Linked DNA regions of Ovis aries: region 1 is linked to region 2. The links are chromatin contacts, called in public Hi-C maps. All regions are on one chromosome and are shown on one strand. Each heading gives the region's core, a stretch centred on a gene start, on an enhancer-like site or on the middle of the called end of the contact. The rest is flanking DNA. Distances are from core to core; before and after follow the strand shown.

Region 1 (2,700 bases), core at 152-2,651, 46 kb after region 2:
ACCCCCAGCCTTTTGAGGAAGTAGTTACTTGGATAAGACGCCCATGACTGATGTGGCCCCGTCTGTGGCAGCCTTCAGCTGTGACTGGGCACAGAGTTCCTCTGAACCATCCCACTTCAGCCATTGCCCACCTGCCTCTCACTTAATCCCTCCTGATTCCTCTGTCACAGTTAGCCTCTACAAGGAGCTGTATGTGACTGACAAAGCTAAACATGCTCCCTCTCCCAGGGACACCTGCCCTTCAGCCCCAAACCAGCTGTGAATCTGCACGGGGGGCCCCTCTTCCATGGCAGGAGAATCCCAGTGGAAGTGGGCATGGATGGCACCACCTGGTGTGTCTTTTCGCCAAGCTGACCCGCTGACAGTGGTGAAGGAACAGGCCCAGCTGGGGGTGGTGTGGGGGAGTGCTCCCCCTCTGCCCGGTTGGAGGAAGTGAGTGGTCCAGCCTCAGGCCCCAAGCTGACTCAGTGGTTCCTGGAAGGAGGTGATGTCATGGTGACATAGCAGTTCCTCTCCCCAGAAAAGTCAGTAGGAGATCGAGTGGGTCCCATTGGCACCGAGGCCTGGGGCTCTCTTCAGAGTGACCACGTTCCTCCCCACTGGCTGGCCACTACATGCCACCTCGGTCGGTGAATCTCCAGATTCCCACAGCTTGGATCATCTGTCCCTACAGTGACTCCATATTCGGGGCAGTTTTGATTGATTCTAAGCCTTCTGCCTCTTTGTTTTTCCAGGTAAACACACTCACAAATGAGAGGAAATTGTTAGGTCTGAACATGCCTCCTGGGCTTTAGGAACGCAGCGTCGCCAGGCTGGATGGAAACCGGAACGTGGGATCCTGAGTAGCCTTCCCGTCTGCATCTATTTTCAACAACATTCCTAGCTCGGAAGAGTTGGAGCTGCGTCCCTTTATTTCTTTTGTCTTTTCCGTACTCCCCACCGGGGCTGAGGGAGTGGGAACCTAAAAATGCTTTGCGGGGGGTGGGGTAGGGGTGGCAGGCACCCCACCTTGTCCTTGTCAGGCGCTCCCTCCCTTTAGCTCATGGGGGTTGAGACATCTGCATCAGGGCCCCTGTGAGGACGGAAGCAGGCTCAGTCTGGCTTCTTCGAGGTCAGATCAGCGCTAAATTGCAAGGTAACGGCAGTCAGGCCTGGTGTGGGCTTGGGAAAAACCCGGCTGGATTTGTGAGGGCAGGGGATGCTTTCAGAAGACCCTTTCCCTGCCCCCTTGTTCACCGGAGACCCGATTCCCCAGGAGGCTGCATGTCAGACCCACGTGGAGTATCACGGGTCCTTTGTCAGCTGGAGTCTGAATTCCAAGGCCACCTCCGTGGTCCTTCCCAGACCTGTTCCGACGTTATTCGAGCGAGCCGGGCGAGACCTTACGCTGCCCGATGCTGCCCCCTGCAGGCTGTTGAGGGGCACAGCGCGCTCTACCGAATGGTGGCTTTTCATCACCTAAAGTTGTCAGAGCAGCTAATAGTCCATGAACAGGGAGAAAATTAGGCTTCTCCAAGTGAATTGGGTGTTGAAAGATACTGAGATAAATGGTGGCGGTGGTAAGGATGACGGATGCAGTCGTGTCTGTTGCAGCCATCTCCTTGAAACCCCAGCTCACAACCACCCCAGGGGAACAGCAAGTGTTTCAAGGCCCTGTCTAATGAATGTCAGAATCAGTCCTAGAGAGGTAAAACGCTGTGCCCAAGGTTATATATCCAGTAACTGCTGGAGCCAGGACCTGAACTCAGTGACCCCAGAGCTTTGTGGCATTGGTTGTCCATCACCCCGGCCCAAGAGAGCAGAATCCTGTCCAAGAGGAAGATCCCTTCTTCTATGGTGTGAACAGGGTTCTGTGGAATGAAGGTGAACTTTCCACAGCAGTCTCTTCACTACGAGAGCTTTAGTTGTAGCCTCCGCAATGTAATTTTAGGGATGCTGGCAAGACCTTCTTACCTGGAAATAGGTCCCCCACTTGCCCTTCCCATTGCTGGGAATCTCGCTATAGGAAAGCCATTCTCTTGATTAACATTGGCTAGGTGGTACTCTCTTGCTAACTGGAAATATGGTTCCTAAGGGAAAGTCACATGTTAACCCTTACATTGTAAATCTACATCTGTGGGGACTAGATTGCTTCATCCCTATGATGGAGAATTCAGGATGAGGGGAAAGTGGCAGATTGAGGGGTCTGATTGTATCCCTGGATGCCCAGAGATTCCCTACACTGAGGATATCCCAAATTAAATTCGTCTTCTCCCCAACCCTATTCTTTCTTGGACATCAATCTTCAGGTTCTCCTTCAATCCTCCACCTAATTGGTCCTGAAGTCCCACATGCCTTGTCTCTAAAGTGGTGCTTGAATCTTTCCCATGCACACCTCCAGGCTCTGGTCCTCTCAGGCCCCCATTAACTTGTCCCTGGCTTTTTCTTTTTTTTTCGGCCACATGGTATATGGGATCCTAGTTCCCCAACCAGGGCTCAAACCCTACCCCCTGCAGTGGAAACTCAGAGTCTTAAGCACTGGACTGCCTGTCCCTGACTTCTAACTCTGCCTACACTGTTCAACAAGACCCCAGGGCAGCAGTGGAAGAAGACTTCCTGTTGGTAGAATGTATACAGAGACATTACTTTGCTAACTAAGGTCCATCTAGTCAAGGCTATGGTTTTCCCAAAGGTCATGTATGGATGTGAGAGTTGGACTGT
Region 2 (2,700 bases), core at 174-2,673:
TTTCTCCTTTTTAGACTTGGAGAAATTGAAGCATCCTGAGGTTATTCATCCAGCATCAGGCAGGTCTGTGGTGGAGCTTAGCTGGGACAAACTCAAAATGACTCTCCAGGAACCCAGTTTAGGACCCTGGACAACCCTCTGGTGTAAGGATCAGTAAATAGACTAAGTCATCGACTGACCAGAAAATTCTGGAACACTCTTCCGCTAAATTTTTACCTTGACACAAAATAAAATTATGACATCATGATGGGATTACAGGACTTCTCTATTTGTACTTTTATGACATGTTAGTTTTTTTTTTCCCCAAGGGTGGATTGGTCAGTCCTCGTGTTGAAGAAAAATCGTTGTCAAGAATGTGAACCACCTTTCACTGTAGCTGATGTTACAACTGTATTGGTTCTAGAAACTAGAGAACAAAGTGATAAATACTAGCTTAAATAGAGAACCAAAAACTTTGTGCTGCTGCTGCTGCTGCTAAGTCGCTTCAGTCGTGTGCGACCCCATAGACGGCAGCCCATGAGGCTCCCCCGTCCCTGGGATTCTCCAGGCAAGAACACTGGAGTGGGTTGACATTTCCTTCTCCAATGCATGAAAGTGAAAGTGAAGTCGCTCAGTCGTGTCCGACTCTTAGCGACCCCATGGACTGCGGCCCACCAGGCTCCTCCGTCCATGGGATTTTCCAGGAGAGAGTGCTGGAGTGGGGTGCCATTGCCTTCTTTGTAGGTAGACACAAAAACTTTGTAGGTAGACACAAAACCTTCCTGAGTAGACAAAAACTTTGGAACTTTCAGAACCCCCGTTTTCTTTCTTCGGTGTTAAAATTGACAGGTACTAGAGTGTATGTGACTTTAGGAGGCAAGGGACTTATCCAAAATTAATATCTGCCAAATATCTTGTAGCACAAGTATGTTATCTAGGCGAATCCTGTGCCGCATTTTGCCTTCGTCTCCATTTCCGTTAGGTTGCGCGGAGCTTACAGGTGTATGTCGCCTTGGAAACGGTGGTGCGGGGTGGGAATGGGAGGAGAGCTGATCCAGGAAGGATCGAGGCTTTATTGCCGAACGAAGTCCACCACCATACTCGGATGAAAGTTCGAATGGTTTAGTTCGCTCTGGTTCCGGGAAGCAGCGCACAGGCCAGGCACCTTTAAGGACAAACAACACTGTAGCTGTCCCGTTCTCCGTATTACCGGGGCTCGCAGCACTGTCTCGGGCTAACAGCCTGCAGGCGGTCGCGCGCATCTCCCCCTTTAAGAACCTTCTCCGCGGGACTAACGTTCGAATAGCCCTGGCGCCCCTCCTCGGTCTCTGATTGGTCGCTCGAGGCGCACGAGGGCGCGCCGATGGCCCCGGAACGGTTGGCGGCCTCTCGCGATTGGCTGTCGAGAGGGCTTTATAAGGCGCCGGGCGGCCAGCTTGCCTTCAGTTAGCGACCGGACGCGAAACTGGCTGTGTTGCTGTAGTGGGGAGGGCGTGGAGGCTGGTGAGCGCGTCGTCAGAGCCGTTTCTCTTCGGGAGTCTTCACAGACCGAGGGTCCACCCCCCGTGGCGAACTTGTTGGCACTTCTTGTTCCCGTCTCAGCTTCGGAACGTGGGCTGGGGCTCACCCCCTCACCTCCGCGCCAGCCCTGGGAAGGAGGAGGTAGGATGGAGTTCAAACTGGAGGCTCACCGCATCGTCAGCATCTCCCTGGGCAAGATCTACAACTCGCGGGTCCAGCGCGGCGGCATCAAGCTGCACAAGAACCTCCTGGTCTCGCTGGTGCTCCGCAGCGCCCGCCAGGTCTACCTGAGCGACCCGTGCCCCGGCCTCTACCTGGCCGGCCACCCGGGGGCCCCAGCGCCGCCGCAGCAGCCCGAGGAGTCGGCGGCCGGGCCACCCGCAGGCTGGGGGGAGCCACCTCCGCCGGCCGGCCGTGCCGCCTGGCCGGAGCCCGAGCCTCAGCCAGAGCGCCCTGCCGTCCCAGAAGTGCCAAGGGCGGGTGACTCGGAGCCCGCGGCCACGGTGACGGCCGCCGGGGACACTCTTCAGGGCGGAGAGGCGGAGGCGCCGGAAGCTGCCTGGCGCCGCGTGGAGGGACCGCGAGAGACGGCGGTCGGAGGAGCCGGGGGTCCCGCCGAAGTCTCGGGGGTCTTCCCCGAAGGGCCCGAGGCAGCGCGCGGCCCCTGCGGCTGCCCCCCGGGGGATGAGGACAATCTGAGCGCGGCCCCTCGCGTGGACGGCTGCCGCGCGCCTCGCCCCGCTGCGGCTGAGCCCCCCGCGTCGCCCCCCGTCTGCGCCAGAAAGCGCGGCGCGGGGTGGGTGGGCGGCGGCCCCGCGGACTGCCCTGCGCCCGGCTCGACCCCGCTCAAGAAACCCCGCCGGAACTCAGAGGAGCAGCCGGGCGGGGCGGCGGCGGCCGCGGAGGAGGAGCAGGAGGAGGAGATGGAGACCGGTAACGTGGCTAACCTCATTAGCATCTTCGGTTCCAGCTTCTCGGGACTCTTACGGAAAAGCCCCGGGGGCGGCCGGGAGGAAGCGGAGGGAGAGGAGAGCGGTCCGGAAGCCGCCGAGCCCGGGCAGATCTGCTGCGATAAGCCGGTGCTGAGAGACATTAACCCTTGGAGCACTGCTATCGTGGCCTTCTGAGCCCCCGCGGTCCCAGTGCGGAGAGGAAGTTGAGCAGCGGGCGTCTCGACGTGAGGGCTGGGCCTCTCCCGGC

The links. A called contact is a pair of places that touch in the nucleus more often than the background predicts.
Region 1: a contact with region 2 is called in a Hi-C map of hypothalamus, with 2.0 times the contacts expected there. The contact joins the enhancer-like site here to the promoter of IER5 in region 2. A contact is called at or near these places in 9 of 16 Hi-C or Micro-C datasets (blood, hypothalamus, omental adipose tissue and 2 more).

Annotation. Positions count from the first base shown.
Region 1 is chr12:61,644,025-61,646,724 of ARS-UI_Ramb_v3.0, forward strand. No RefSeq gene overlaps it. Among named protein-coding and RNA genes, the nearest start is that of IER5, 46 kb to the left of the region's middle. Within about 2 kb of position 1,402, at least 14 of the 54 cell types and tissues checked have an H3K27ac peak or open chromatin away from gene starts, as enhancers often do. A contact at or near this core is called in hypothalamus, where this site is marked.
Region 2 is chr12:61,598,325-61,601,024 of ARS-UI_Ramb_v3.0, forward strand. IER5 (immediate early response 5) reads left to right here and starts at 1,424. Exons shown (of 1, transcript XM_027975931.2): 1 at 1,424-2,700. The coding sequence starts at 1,647. The coding sequence ends at 2,627.